3 separate regions of the Drosophila melanogaster genome follow, and all the other regions are linked to region 3. A link is a contact called in public Hi-C and targeted proximity ligation data. All regions are on one chromosome and are shown on one strand. The core of a region is the stretch at or near the end of the contact, and the rest is flanking DNA. Distances in the headings are between cores, read along the strand shown. Region 1 holds the start of dikar (dikar,). Region 2 holds the start of SP1173 (SP1173,). Region 3 holds the start of MCU (Mitochondrial calcium uniporter).

Region 1 (2,700 bases), core at 128-2,627, 190 kb after region 3:
ATGTCTGCGAAGAGAAAAACAATGTGATTTAGCAAATTTTTCGGTAACTTGCGACTCTTGTTGTATATATTTCCACTATTATATTGGTTTTGTTAAGTAGGAACTGATTTGGTAAATTTATTGCTCACCTAATAATCCAATGAAAGTAGAAACCATTTATGTATGCTTGCTTATTGGAAACGTTGCTCCTCTGCGGGATTTTATAGATGTCAGTAAGAACAATTCCTGGGCCTCTTTAGTAGCTCTCTGGTGTGGAAGTCGGGCTGCGTATATAATATATATGTATATATAACGTATGTGGTCAGGCGTTAACGAATTAGGCTCAAATTACACGACCGAAAGTCAAAAGGCGGCAAAAAGAGCGAGCGCAGAATTCAGACAAAAAAAATGTGTGCAACATGTGTGTGTGTGTTGGGACACTTGGCGGCGATATATACACAAACATCTGGCTTTATCACTTATCAAACATTCCGATGCACGCAAGGGTCTGGGCAGCGCAGGGGATGGGGATGGGAGTGGGAAGGGTCGAGTGGGTGGACGGTAGGTCAAAAGAAAGTACGCGCGCTTATTTTCACGAAGAGAAAATCAAAACAGACAGCCGACAAGCGGCCAAGGCGTGCGTCAAAGCGGGACGGCACCAGTACATTGAGCCAATAGCCGAACCGCTCACTTTTTCACGTTTGCATGCCGTCCCGCTCCCGCGAATGGGCACTACTATTTTGACTACACTGCACTCGATTATTTTGCAATTATAATGTGCAATTTACACGGCTTTTGGGCAGTTGGTTTTTTTCCGCTTTTCACCGCAAATTGCACGCGATGAAAGGTTATGGTGCGCAGATTTAGTTGGCGTACATAGCAGTTTATTTAACTTCCAATTTTGTGGAGCATGCGCGCGGCGGCTGACGACCGACGGCTTTTCTCCGCCTCCGTTTTTTGCCTGCTGGGCAGTGTGTATTTATTTTTATTAATACACGTATATATATTTTTCAGTTACGTGTGAAAATGTCATTTAACTTTAGAGACGCCCATTTCCCAGTCATCTTTTCTTTCTGCTTTTTCCCCCTCAATTTCTTTTTCCACACACACGCACGCACACACTCGGATGCCAGGGCACACACACACATAGTTGTACGCAGAGGGGCTCCATCTGCCATAAAATATTATTAATTATTTCACAACAATAGCAGCACGCACTAAACAGTTCGCTGCGATCGATTGATTGAACGGCATGCCTACCCGTTTCGATCCCGTTAATCTGGCTATCTGCGCAGACAATACGCGATTCGCGTTTTTTTGCGCTCCTGGTTAATTTTATTTTTCTTCAGCGAGCAGCAAACGCGGCGAAGAAATTATCGTGGCTCTCGATAACTAGTGGTGGTCTGAAATTCGTCAACACGCCAGCCATCGATGGTTCACTAGAGATGCGGCACTCGGGGCAAAGTGGCTCTAAACGATAGTTAATATATTTGTTTTGGATTTAAATTGGTAAATCGACTTTATTTCTTCAAAACGGTTCACCTTTCATATTTTTCATATTAAATAGTTTTCAATTGTGTATTTTAGTTTTAAATTTAAAGTATTTAAGTTTGTAAAACATATATTCAATGAAACTTTAAAATCAGATTAATACATTTTTATTTTAAATATGCTTGCTTTTCCACATAAACACAATTCTGCAGATAAGAAAAGTATTTTAAGATAATTTAATTTTAATAAAAAAATAATTTAATAATTTAATAATCTGCTTGCCAATACATGTATTATGTTTTGTTTTGTTTACTATAGAAGTTTGTAAGCATTAATGCGCAATTTACAACATTCCCCGATTCTATCGATAGATCGATTTCCTTCTTCCGGTCGCTTTTCGCTTGCCATTCGCCTCTCCGCTACCCCTCCTTCAACAGTCTTTTTTTCTTGCCTTCCCACCCCTCCTTTGCGAGAGCAGCTGTGAGTCTAACCTAACTTTTCCGCCGTTAACTACATGGCGGCGTGCTAGTGTGTGTTGTTGCTTCACACGCACAAGTGCGGGTGTGTGCGTGCCAGTCACCATGTAGGTCGTCATGTATGTTCTAAAGTAACTACATGGCATAAATCGCGGGTTGGGGGGCTATCAATTAAAGATTAACCAAAATTATGCAAAACCATCCAAAGCTGCAATTCAAGTTGAGCGCGCATGCAATGTTTGCAAAAGTCTGCAAGCTAATTTATACGAATTTCGGCCGAAATTGCATTCTGTTCAACAACGTGCCTCGGGGAGTCCCACCATGTAGGTGCCATCTACATGGCGATTCTAGCCTACATGGCGAGGCATGCGAAACTGGTTTGGGCAAGGGCGACCACGAAATTTGTTGTAAAATAAAGTGGTGCTGGGAAAGCCTCCCCAAGAACAAACAAGTAACGCACTACTGTAATATAATAAAACCCTTATTTTTGTTATACATATAAATTTAGCTGTTCGAAATTAATAAGTTATTTCAAGATCATTGAAATTGCAAATTAATTCAGGAATTAAACCAAATTATTGTGAATTTATTTTTAAACAAATGACTCCATTTCAAATGACTTTCCAAAAACTATAACAACTTTCTCACTTTTCCCATTAATACTCGCTTAAAAAGTCCAAACACCAGTTTCTTGTATTTCATACATAGTAATTTAGTCTTTATTTATAGTTTTAGTTTAGTGTAGTTTTTTAGA
Region 2 (2,865 bases), core at 153-2,652, 150 kb after region 3:
GTGCATTAAGCAATTGTCCTTTTTATATGTGCCATATATATGTATATGCCATGGCGATGTCGCCAGGCTGTCTCCGCGTCACTGAGTCGCCGCGAAAATTGCATTTTTCAGTGCGTGAACGAATAAAAGTTTGTCCCTACAATTTCATTGATTTTCTCTTCTGCGAGCTGATGATTTCATTCGCAGACCCTAAACCAAACGGGAATCACGAGAATCCTTCGAGGCAAATGCAACACGTGACCGAGGGCAAACGAAGTCCTTGCTGGCAACGAAGTCGTCCTCCATTTGTGGTTAGTAAGTCACATCATTTTCGCTTTTAATTTCGTCTTTTGGCTGCCAACGGTGACCGCAGAAGCCGCCAAGCCAGATGACATCACAATTTTGTGAGTGGGTTTGATTGTGTGTCAGTGTGTTTTGTGTGCGAAATGATTGATGACTAAGCTTTAAAGAAGGTTTTACGAAGGATATGCCTAGGGATAATTATAAACATGTTATCCAAAACATGGTTTATAAGTAAAGTCTTTAAGGTCTTAAAAAAATGTATAAAAGTACATTTTACTACAAAAAATGTGAAATCTCAAAACGAAATAAAAAAATATTTATAAATTTTAATATGTTAAAAAAAGTATAAAACTTCCTGTAACGTTTTCCGTCCAAAATCCCCTTTTCCAATTTAAGTAAATAATTTACATGCAAATTCACTTTTATTTGTTAGTATATGAATATATAATAATTCGTATTTGCCTGTCTGCCATAAACGTTAGCCGAAAATCGCTCATTAATGTTTCCGTTCTTCTGGCAATTGCTTAGGCTAATTATTCAGTCAATGGCCAATTCGTAGCTTCTTGTTTGTTATGGGTACATTATTTGCTATTTATGTATTCTCCATTAACCAAAAGCACACACTGTCAATCGCACAAGTAGAGTAACACCACGAGCACTTGTCGTCAGGGAATATACGAAATCGTATTTGATTGTATTTTTATTTCGCTTTCTTTCTTCTTATTTTCAAATTAAATGAAAATATTTCAAATTCAACACTGGCTGGCACAAGAATAACAGGCGACACTGCCAAGCTAAACGCGCAGCGATTTCTAAAAACGAGTCGAGACTACGAAAATAAGTTTTTCGAATAAGCCAAAGAAGCAGAAGGAAACACACTATTATGTTATGTATAAGTAGCTAATAAATGAAAACACACCGAAAAGTGCGCGTCGCGCGGATGCCTCGAATAAAAACTACTTTGTTTTTATTCGATATGTATTTTTTTTATTTTGGCGGCAGCTGCCAGAAGTCAAAGAAGCTCCCGGCGTGGGTGAGTTTCGAGGCACGGTTTCGATATATTTTCCCAACTGGTAATCCGCGTGCGCGTCCAAACGCCTCGCCGTTCGAAAGAAAACTAAACGGGCAACAGCGGCAAAAAACCGGAAAGCATTCACAGCCAGCTGTTTCGGCTACCCTTCCCAATTTCCCAATGTGCTGGGACGCGACTGTGGCTTAAGAGTCGCTGAAAAAATAGTGTTGCATACTTTTTAGCGGTCGGCGCCAATGATTACCCCTATATTTGTGTTACGATTTCTATTTGGCTCTTGCCAAGATTTTCCCGTCTAACGAAATGCCTTCCGCTTTTTTCGGGCGTCTGGAATTTTCAACCCTTAGGGCTGCTCACATTCGCACGGAAACACCCCCGCAATGGGAAATCCTCGGCGGCACAATGCGGATAGACACACGTGCATTGTTGCTGAGGGTGTTTTAGTCTGGCTGATATGCATATGGGACATGGCTACAGACCATTTCCTTAATGAACTAGAAAATATTGACCTAATATGCATAACTAAAAGGTCCTTAATTCGTTGTCAACATGAGGCGGAAACGCTAAGTAAATAATAATATTATGTTTATGTTTGCATTTGGTAGATTTTAATTGACTTTTACTGTCTGACTAGTTATTTGATACTTATATTTTCCCCAAAAGGAACCTTTGTTGAGAACTAGGGTTTTGCTCAGAACTGCGTACTTTCTTATTTAATCAGTATTTATTTAAAATTAATAATATTTTATGTTCTACTTCAATATTGAAATATACATTGGTAGAAGTTGAAAAATATAATATGTACCTGTATATTCATAATCCTTACTTGTCTGAACTAACCTCCCCCAAACGCTTAATAATTAATTCCTACGCCAGGTGCAATTACTTTGAATAACCAAACAAACTTTAACTGCCCGTCATAACAGCTGCAATCTAAGGGGCTTTTCGATAATAGAAGTAGGATAACCACACATCCAGAAACAGTTGTCAACCCACAGCTGCTTCGCTCAGCCCCAGAGTGTCAATTAAATTTAATTTAAGGCGACATTTGCCGTCAGCCACTCGCAGTTGCATTTGTCTTGGCCCACAAGAACGATGATGATGATGGCGGTTGGCTCCCTCGAAACGATCCTAAATGGCCGCAGATATAGCGATCGGATGTGGCACATCGATGGGGCTATTTTCGATGCCACCGATTAGCCTATTGGCCGAGTGAGCAACTTTTAACTTTAACCCTTTGCAGGGCGCGTGTCTGGGAATTGGGGATCGGGATGGGGGATTGGAATTGCTCCGCTCCGCTCCTCGTACTGTCTATTTTTGGTTGTTGCTCGCTCGCACACTCGCGAAAAGCTATAGACATCGGGTCGATCGGAAGATCCCCGATCTACACTTACACTCCGGCGTAGCACAGATTCCGCCGCTCTTTCTTTTCAGTAGAAATCAGTTGGCCGCGCAAATCGCACGGATGCGGGCGGGCTGAAATCCAAGAGATACAATCCCAACCAAAAAAAAAAACAAAAAAAAAGAAAATAAGCAGAGATCAGTCAGAGAGA
Region 3 (2,827 bases), core at 138-2,637:
ATCTTTTTTGTTCGTTGCTATTGCAGCTAATTAATGTCACTGCAGTTGTCAGCTAAAGTTGTACAGTGTATGAGTGCGTATCTGTGTGAATTTATCTGCGGACATTGTGTAAATAGGCATGAGTGTGTGTGTATGCTTGCGCATTATAAATTATCATAAATAATATCATGAGGCATCATGAATAAATGCATAAATGCGCTTTGTTAGTTGTTTAATGTTTATTAGTTGGCAATGGCGAATTAAGCGCCTAATTGAGTTTACGCATAATCCAGCACTTTCGTTATTACTATTACCTCAGACACCGATTCAGCTCTCCTCATCGTAAAGACTCGATCAAATAACTTTTGACAACTCCAAAATACATAACTATGTACTACTATACACACGGCAGCCACAGAAACTTCTGTGTACCTTAAGCATTTCAAATCCATGCCACGACTGTGACTTTGTTCCAGCAGTTAACGAATGCTACAGTAAAACCCAGATATATATATATATCGGACTAGTACGTTAAGCATAAGGCTGCCTCTATCCCCTAAGTGTATTATAGATGTTTTTAGCCTAAGTAGACTTAAAATGCGCTTGTCACAGGCCTCGATGTAAAAGTGTAAAACTCTAGTTGTATTTTTAACGCAGCACTAAGCAAAGCTCTATTGTATAGTTGGATATATGCGTAAATGTATGAGGACTAGTTCAAGTTTAGATTGGTAATGCGACAATAATAAAAGCGAAATTATTGCAAGTGTAAAATGGATGCGAATTATTCATTGGCGCGTTTATGCGGGAAATTTGAAAAGTAGGTTTACTTTTGTACTAAAAAAACTATTTCAATCACAAGCCGACTAAACAGTCGAGACACGAACCTAAACAATGTTCTAAAACCAAGTAAACACGACAAGCTAAGACATGCACCTTTAACGAGGGCACCATCCACATTTATCGAGTTCAGGAACCAAAAGGAAAGAGTATTCGCTAGATACGGATAAAAAATTGTGTATTTTTATCGAATAAACGTGTGTAGAAATCGAAATGGCAACTTCAGCATATGACCCCAAAATTCGTTATTTTCAAAAAGCTTTGCTTCTCATTGACTATTATAATTATATGTAAGAGTAGTAAAAATTCATCCGATGGACAAGCACAATTACATTTATTTTACTGTGCCGCTTTGCCATATTACAAAATATAAATAAATAGACAACAAATTTAAAAAACAATTTATTTCTGTACAAGCATATTTAATTTTTTAAATATTTTTTTTGGCGCCACGTTATTCAGTGAAAACAGTGACATAACAGCATGGTAATCGATTGGTGCTGGGTGCGCACCGATAGTATCGATTAGGCATAGCTTTTCGTTTGCAGCTTCGGTTAGTTCATTTCTGTAGTTCGTTCGTGTCGGTTGTGGGAGTTGATGTTTTCTTATTTTATTGACAACTTTGAATATTAACATTCAAATACGCGCAATTTCGGTGTATATTTCCGAGTAACTAAAATTTATTTATATAAGAAAACAACGGTATATATGGTTGGCGCGTCGGTTTCAAATCGAAACCGCAAGCTATAAATTTAAATATCAGCTAGATAAGCCATAGAACGATAAAAGTAGCACGTGCTAACAGGTATTCGGCCACAAACGACAGTTGCAAAAAGAGTTAATTATTAATAATAATATCGCGTGTTCTCACAGCCGGCTTTAAATAAAAAGTCGTGGGCGAAGAGAGTGCAAAGAGAGCGAAAGAGAGAGTGCCGTGCAGCGAATGGTCCATTAAAACGGCGCGTTCCCAATAATTAAATTCCCAGAATATATATCTTTCCACATATGTATATATAATTTTATTCCGAGTGCTAATCGCTGGGTTTTAGCCCTATGTGCCGCGCATGAAAAGTTAAAGAAGATTCGCTTGGTAAAACCGGTAATTCTCTTCGCCCCTTCTCACAGAAAATTCTCCCGTTCTCCTTTTTCGCGCCCGTTCTTGGTTGTTTTTGTTGTTGGTTGCGGCTTGTTGCATTTTCCCTGTCACAACTTATACACTTTGTTAAAGTAGTCAAAATTAAACGTAATCATGTCAAAATGTTAGGTGAAAGTGAAATTCGCATTGGCCGCTTTTGTTTATTTATCGTGGGAGCTATCTATTCGAGCCTATCGGAAGATTCTAACGGTGCCTTTGAAATCCACGACGATGAAAGAGGCTTCGCTAAAGTTTCCGGTTCGAATAAATAATACCCGTTTCGCACATAGGCGTTTAAAATTAGATTTTGGCTGAAAGGTAGTGCCAAGCCTCTTAGTGTACTTGTATTTCTTATTTATTTTCTAATCCAAACAATAAGTTGGGCGCGGAATTGCAACACATTACTCATTATTTACCCCCCCATAACCGGTGTTATCGTGATTTACAATAAAAATAAAAAGGAGTATTCAGTGCTGTGGTGTAGTGTTCAATCCAGCCGTACAACCAGTTCCTGTTAAGCGAGCCGCATCATGTCCAGAAATAGGGCTGCCATGGTCAGCGCCTTTCGGCTCTTCCTGCGACCAGCGACCACCACCACCCATAGAAGTCTCGCCCTGCGTTTGGCCCCCGGCACCACCTTCGCCCTGGTGAGTGCTACATACAAAGTACCTACGCACATACACAGTTCAGGAAAACTATCTGGGGAAGTCGCGCTCCGGGGGAGCAGCTGTTTGCCACGGTATCGGATCTATAAAAATACACGCACTTGCTTTTCGAATGTGAATAAGCGCATGCTAACAACAAGGGGTAGTATTGTAGTATTAAGAAATGAGCCATTCAACGACGTATTGAGAAGTTATCTAGGTCAGTTTTTAA

The links. A called contact is a pair of places that touch in the nucleus more often than the background predicts.
Region 1: a contact with region 3 is called in a targeted proximity ligation map of the Kc167 cell line, with 6 times the contacts expected there. A contact is called at or near these places in 3 of 107 Hi-C or Micro-C datasets (the Clone 8 cell line, the Kc167 cell line and the S2 cell line) and 2 of 7 datasets of targeted methods (both in the Kc167 cell line).
Region 2: a contact with region 3 is called in a Hi-C map of the Kc167 cell line, with 4 times the contacts expected there. A contact is called at or near these places in 13 of 107 Hi-C or Micro-C datasets (the Clone 8 cell line, the Kc167 cell line, the PNm cell line and 8 more).

Annotation. Positions count from the first base shown.
Region 1 is chr3L:6,741,787-6,744,486 of dm6, forward strand. dikar (dikar,) reads right to left here and starts at 1,378. Exons shown (of 10, transcript NM_001274552.1): 1 at 1,240-1,378; 2 at 129-263; 3 at 1-4. The coding sequence starts at 156. It overlaps velo (veloren), which reads right to left. Exons shown (of 9, transcript NM_206286.2): 9 at 2,640-2,700.
Region 2 is chr3L:6,702,119-6,704,983 of dm6, forward strand. It overlaps SP1173 (SP1173,), which reads right to left and starts at 1,403. Exons shown (of 6, transcript NM_168178.2): 1 at 745-1,403. It overlaps CG8519, which reads left to right and starts at 2,742. Exons shown (of 3, transcript NM_139797.4): 1 at 2,742-2,865.
Region 3 is chr3L:6,549,352-6,552,178 of dm6, forward strand. MCU (Mitochondrial calcium uniporter) reads left to right here and starts at 1,388. Exons shown (of 8, transcript NM_144449.4): 1 at 1,388-1,485; 2 at 2,413-2,598. The coding sequence starts at 2,482. sfl (sulfateless) reads left to right here. Exons shown (of 7, transcript NM_079222.5): 7 at 1-753.